Regions from separate parts of the Cricetulus griseus genome. Here region 2 is linked to region 1. A link is a contact called in public Hi-C data. All regions are on one chromosome and are shown on one strand. Each heading gives the region's core, a stretch centred on a gene start, on an enhancer-like site or on the middle of the called end of the contact. The rest is flanking DNA. Distances are from core to core; before and after follow the strand shown. Region 1 holds the start of Irf2bp2 (interferon regulatory factor 2-binding protein 2). Region 2 has its middle 100 kb from the start of Tomm20.

Region 1 (2,604 bases), core at 39-2,538:
CCAAGTTCGGCCGGGGTGGAGGTAGTGGGGCAGGGCCTGCGAGCCAGAGTTCGGGGGCGGGACCTGCGCCGTGACGCGGCGGGCTGCAGAGCCCACATCCCTGGAATGTGCACTAGCTCGGCTCGGCCTCAGAGCCCGCGGCGCTGTGCACGTCTATGTGGAGCCTGCGCAGTGGCGGCGTCCCTTGCCCACGTCACGCGCTTGCCGCGCGGACCTACATAAGACGCTGGGGCGGCGGCGCCGAGGGCCCTGATGAGCCTGGGTTATGCATCCTCTTTTTAGTGCACGCGCAAAGGAGGCCGGGCCTGCCAGAGTGCACCAGGCCGTCTGGAGTTTGTAAAACTTAAAGGGACAGCGACTGTGTTGCTTCCTCGACCAAAGCAGGGCTAAGCGTGTTGACTGCGCGCGCGCACGCTCATCTTAGGCCAAGTGAGACTCTTAACAGAAAAGTCTAATAAAGTGCACCTTACTATGCTCGAAATCCCCTGCTCAGGAGGCTGCCAGTAACCAAGCAGTGACAAAGTGACATTGCGTGTAAAATAAAACAGTTTGCACAATTTAATCAAAAGGACACGGCCGTGGGGTGGAGCATCCTAGCGGGGTAGGCGGGGGGTGGGGGTGGGGGACACAGACGACCCCAAGGGCTGAGAGCTGCACACCTGCAGCATCAGGGCCGCGCGAACTCGTGCGGTATTCCAGCCCCTGCGCGCACGCGATCGAGAAAGGGAAGAATCCAGGACGGCGCGCGCGAGAGCGCGGAGGGAGGGCGGGCACACGAGGCCGCGCGCGCCAGGGAGGGAGGGGGCCGCGCAGGCGCCGTGCAGAGCTGTCGAAGAATCAAGTCTGTAGAAGTGGAGCGGCCGCGGCGGTAGCAGCAGCGACAGCAGCGGCGCAGGAGCTGAGCTGCACTGGGTGCTGTGCAGCGGCTGCGCCGGGGCCTAGGACCGAGCTGCACGCCTTAGCGTGCGGCATGCCCCGCCGCTCGGGCTGAGCTGCCCCGGCGGCTGCCCCGCGTCCCCCGTCCCCGCGCGGCTCTGCGCGCCCGGCGCCGCCGCGACCTGCTGCGCTCGCGGCCCGTCTTCGCCCCGGTCTGGAGGCCCGAGCCCGCGCCCCGGCCGAGCCGCCGCCCCCGCGCACGCCGCGCCGCCCCGCCGCCCGTGGGGACCTGCAGCCGCGCCCCGCCGCGCGCCCGCCGCCCCCTCGTGCCCCGGGGGCGCCGCGCGGGCGCCGCGCCGGCCCGGGCTCTGCCGCCGCCGCCGCCTCCTCGCTTGCGGCCGCCGCCGCCGCTAGTCGCGCAGACGCGGGCTTGGGCCGGCCGGCGCGCGCGCGCGGGGACCGCGGGGGGCGGCGGCGTCCCCTCCTCGCCCGGTTCCTCCTGTGGCGCGGCAGGCTGTGCGGACATGGCCGCGGCGGTGGCGGTGGCGGCCGCGTCTCGGCGCCAGTCGTGCTATCTGTGTGACCTGCCCCGCATGCCCTGGGCCATGATCTGGGACTTCACGGAGCCCGTGTGCCGCGGCTGCGTCAACTACGAGGGCGCCGACCGCGTGGAGTTCGTCATCGAGACGGCGCGCCAGCTGAAGCGTGCTCACGGCTGCTTCTCCGAGGGCCGCTCCCCGACCGGCGCTCAACCCTCGACCGCCAAGCCACCGCCACTGTCGGCCAAGGACCTATTGCTGCAGCCGCCGCCGCAGCTGGGCCACGCGGGCGCCGAGGCCGCACGCGCTCAGGCCATGGAGCGCTACCCGCTGGCGCCGGATCGGGCCCCGCGCCTGTCCTCTGACTTTGGCACTCGTGCCGGTGCGGGCCTCCCGCAGTCGGCCGCACCGCAGCCCGCGCCGGCGAACGGCATCCTGGTGCCCAACGGCTTCTCCAAGCTGGAGGAGCCGCCCGAGCTGAATCGCCAGAGCCCGAACCCTCGGCGCGCACACGCCGTGCCGCCCACCCTGGTGCCTCTGGTGAACGGCTCCGCCGCACTGGGGCTAAGCGGCCGTGCTGCGGCCACACTGGCCGCGGTGAGTGGAACACCGGGCCTGGGCTCCCAGCCCGCCGAGCTGGGCACCCACAAACGGCCGGCGTCGGTGTCCGGCGCGGCAGAGCACGAGGCTCGTGAGCCGAACAAGGAGAAGGCACAGCCCGCGCACCGGAGCCCAGCCGACAGCTTATCCGGCGCGTCTGGGGCGAGCGAGCTGGGCGCCGACGGTGCAGGCAAGGGTCGAGCGCCCGGGGAGCAGGACTGGTCCAGCAGGCCTAAGACGGTGCGCGACACGCTACTGGCGCTGCACCAGCACGGCCACTCGGGGCCCTTCGAGAGCAAGTTCAAGAAGGAGCCGGCCCTGACTGCAGGCAGGTTGTTGGGTTTCGAGGCCAACGGGGCCAACGGGTCTAAAGCAGGTAGGGGCGGCTGTGGGGCGAGGGGAGAAGGGATCGAGGGCGTGGACGTTAGAGACAGACAGCGTGCACTCGTGTATGCTGGGGAAGCCACTCTAACATGCACGGTTTTTACTTAGCCCAGAAACAACAAACAGCCAACTTCCTGGTCGGCCTAAGGCTGAAACAGCGCTTAGGAGCAACGTGGTTCCTTTGCTGAACCAGCACAACAGGGAT
Region 2 (2,604 bases), core at 47-2,546, 270 kb before region 1:
TCATCATGTTTCCTATCTAATTTTGGAATAGATCCTCACTCTTCATTCTGTGTGTGTGTGTGTTTTTCCCACGACCTCATGCCTGTAGAGAACATTTGGGGCACTGGCTTACACAGTCTTCCTGTTCTGAGTCCTCTAATACCCTTGCTTTCCAGCTCAGAGGATGGAGGAGGGGCCAGCGGCACATCCAGGCCTGCTCTCTGCTTTTGCCCCCAACCCAACTTGGGACTTCACCAGGCCAAAGTCATGGGGTTGAGGTCTTGTCCATCTGTCTTTCTTTTTACCACTATTTTTTTTAATTGGCATTTTTTTTGTCTATGAAATAATGGATTTCATGATGACATTTCCATTCATATATTTGTATTTGTTTCCCCTACTATCCTCCCCTGTCCTCCCTCTCTTCACTGGTCCTCTCCCTCCCTTTAAATAAGGCTTCCTGCTTTCATGCCATGCATATATGTGAATATAGCTAAATCTAGTTTCATATGTGAGAGAAGATGCGTGATATTTTATCTTTCTCCCCCTTGCTATCTTTTACCCTGTTTTGTTCTTCCTCCCCCATCTCCTTCAGGTTCTCCTTCCCCATTTGGTCCCATGTCTACCTTCACATCATATATATTCTGCCTTCAAAGACTAATATAATATTCATATTCATATACACACACACACACACATATATTCCAACTTCAAAGCAGCTGCTTGCAGGAAAAAGGCACACAGTCATTTTACTCCTGAGACCAAGTAGCCTTGCTAAGATTCACCACCCAGGAAGTGGCCCACTCCAATACACACAGCGTGTCTCTTTTGAAGCAATCATGCATGTGTACTTGTGTGTGCATGTGCAAGCATGTATGCATATATGTATTTGTGTGCATGTGCATATGTGGATGCGTATGAGTGCACACAATTGTAATTTACGTGAAAACAAGAGCATTTCTGGTCTGGGCCTTGAGTGCTTGGCCAGCCTTGCAGTCTTACTCACACTAGTTCTGTACTGACATGAGGGTAGCTATTACTGTCTTTGATGAGCAGAGAACATGTCTTGGTGGAAGAAACAGGAGGAGCCAGGAAACCAGGCCGGGTGCCAAGCTGAGTGGCCACAGAGCAGGAGGGCACATGCTCTCCAAGATACTATTTCAGGACTGCCTGAGACCAGAGTGTGTTATTGCCACAGTGGAATGCTCCCTCAGAGGGGACGGCTAACCTGGCCAAGCAAGGCAGGAATGTACAGCCTGTGGTGGTGACCGCCTCCTCCCTCCAGCACATGTCCCGCTTCCTGCTCTGAGTCACTGAACTTTTTTGGTGTGTGTCTTTCTGACTTGCCTACCTCCCACTACAGCCTGCATTCTGCACTGCTCTGTTGTCAATGTAGGGAAATCTTCTGAACTTGGAGCTGTGTTGCAAAACTCTTGAGCTGTTTTTGGCATGTTTCTGTGCTGTAAGGAGGCTGGGAGGAGGGAAGGGACAAGGAATAGAAAGGAGAGAGAAAGGAGGGCAAGAGGAGAAAGGGAGAGAAACAGCTTGCTGACGTCAAAGAAGACCGCATACTACAGGGTAACATTACTGGTCCCTCCACCACCCACTCCTAATTTACTAGAAACCAAACAGCCTGTTTGGAAATGCATAGCCTTGCCTGCTGTCTACCACCCCCCTTTATTCTCCTTTGACCAAACGGGCCATCAATTGTTGGGAGTTTGAAAGCTACCTGGTTCCCTGATACAGAGGGAATTTCCACGAGTCATAATTCAGTCTCTGCTTGTGTAGGGCACTGTAGCTAAAGTAAATTGATCCAGCTGATGGAAAAGGGCCCCTGGGGACAGAGAGGTCGGCTCTGCAGCTGGGGCAGCTGCTCGGGTTGTCACATGACTGGCTGTGCTTGCTTAGGCTAGTCCCTAGAGCATCCTCCCCCATACCCTCCATGGTGCATCCTTTGCAATCTTTTTTTGCCTCTAGAAGGGCCATCTTGTAGCCCAGCTCTTTTCCTATGGTGAAGTGATTTTCTAGGAAGTTGGCAGCCCTTTCTCGACTTGAAATGTGAAATTAGTTCTGGAGAGATGGCTGGTAAAGTGCTGCTCTCACACGCATGAGAACCTGAGTTCAGTAACCCAGAACCTGCGTTTAAAACAGTAGGTGCGGTGACATGGGATTGTAATCCCAGTGCTGGGGAGGTGGAGGCAAGCAGATCCCTGGAGCTTGCTGTCCAGGCAAGGTTGACTCTGGCCTCCCCATACACTGGCATATATACATTCATGTAAAAAATCAGAACTCAGAGTATCCTGAGAGTGGCACCCCCCTGGGAGTCGTCTTTGCTGCCCTGGCAGGTTCTCTGGTGCATAGCTGAAGCCCTTCTCAGTTCTGGACATACAGGGCCTGTTCACAAACACAGTCTGGCAATAGTAACTTGTAACCTGGGGCTCCAGAAATAAGTTTTTTCCACCACCCAGATGGTAGAGTTCAAGCTGCTGCCTGGCCAGGGCTGCACAAGTTAATTTTTATCCCAGTAAAAAATAATAAACACCGCATTAACAACTACATGTTTATCAATTTGCAGTTCATTTCCAGCCAGACCATCTCCCTCCTGTGTGTTTTTACTGCTGGCTGATG

Evidence for each region. Hi-C and Micro-C count contacts between places; a contact is called where the count stands out from the background.
Region 2: a contact with region 1 is called in a Hi-C map of the CHO-K1 cell line, with 4 times the contacts expected there. The contact joins the enhancer-like site here to the promoter of Irf2bp2 in region 1. A contact is called at or near these places in 7 of 8 Hi-C or Micro-C datasets (the CHK-Q cell line, the CHL-YN cell line, the CHO-K1 cell line and 3 more).

What each region holds. Positions count from the first base shown.
Region 1 is chr3:203,411,110-203,413,713 of CriGri-PICRH-1.0, reverse strand. It overlaps Irf2bp2 (interferon regulatory factor 2-binding protein 2), which reads left to right and starts at 1,288. Exons shown (of 2, transcript XM_027404792.2): 1 at 1,288-2,343. The coding sequence starts at 1,401.
Region 2 is chr3:203,677,528-203,680,131 of CriGri-PICRH-1.0, reverse strand. No RefSeq gene overlaps it. Among named protein-coding and RNA genes, the nearest start is that of Tomm20, 100 kb to the left of the region's middle. Within about 2 kb of position 1,296, at least 6 of the 6 cell types and tissues checked have open chromatin away from gene starts, as enhancers often do. A contact at or near this core is called in the CHO-K1 cell line and fibroblasts, where this site is marked.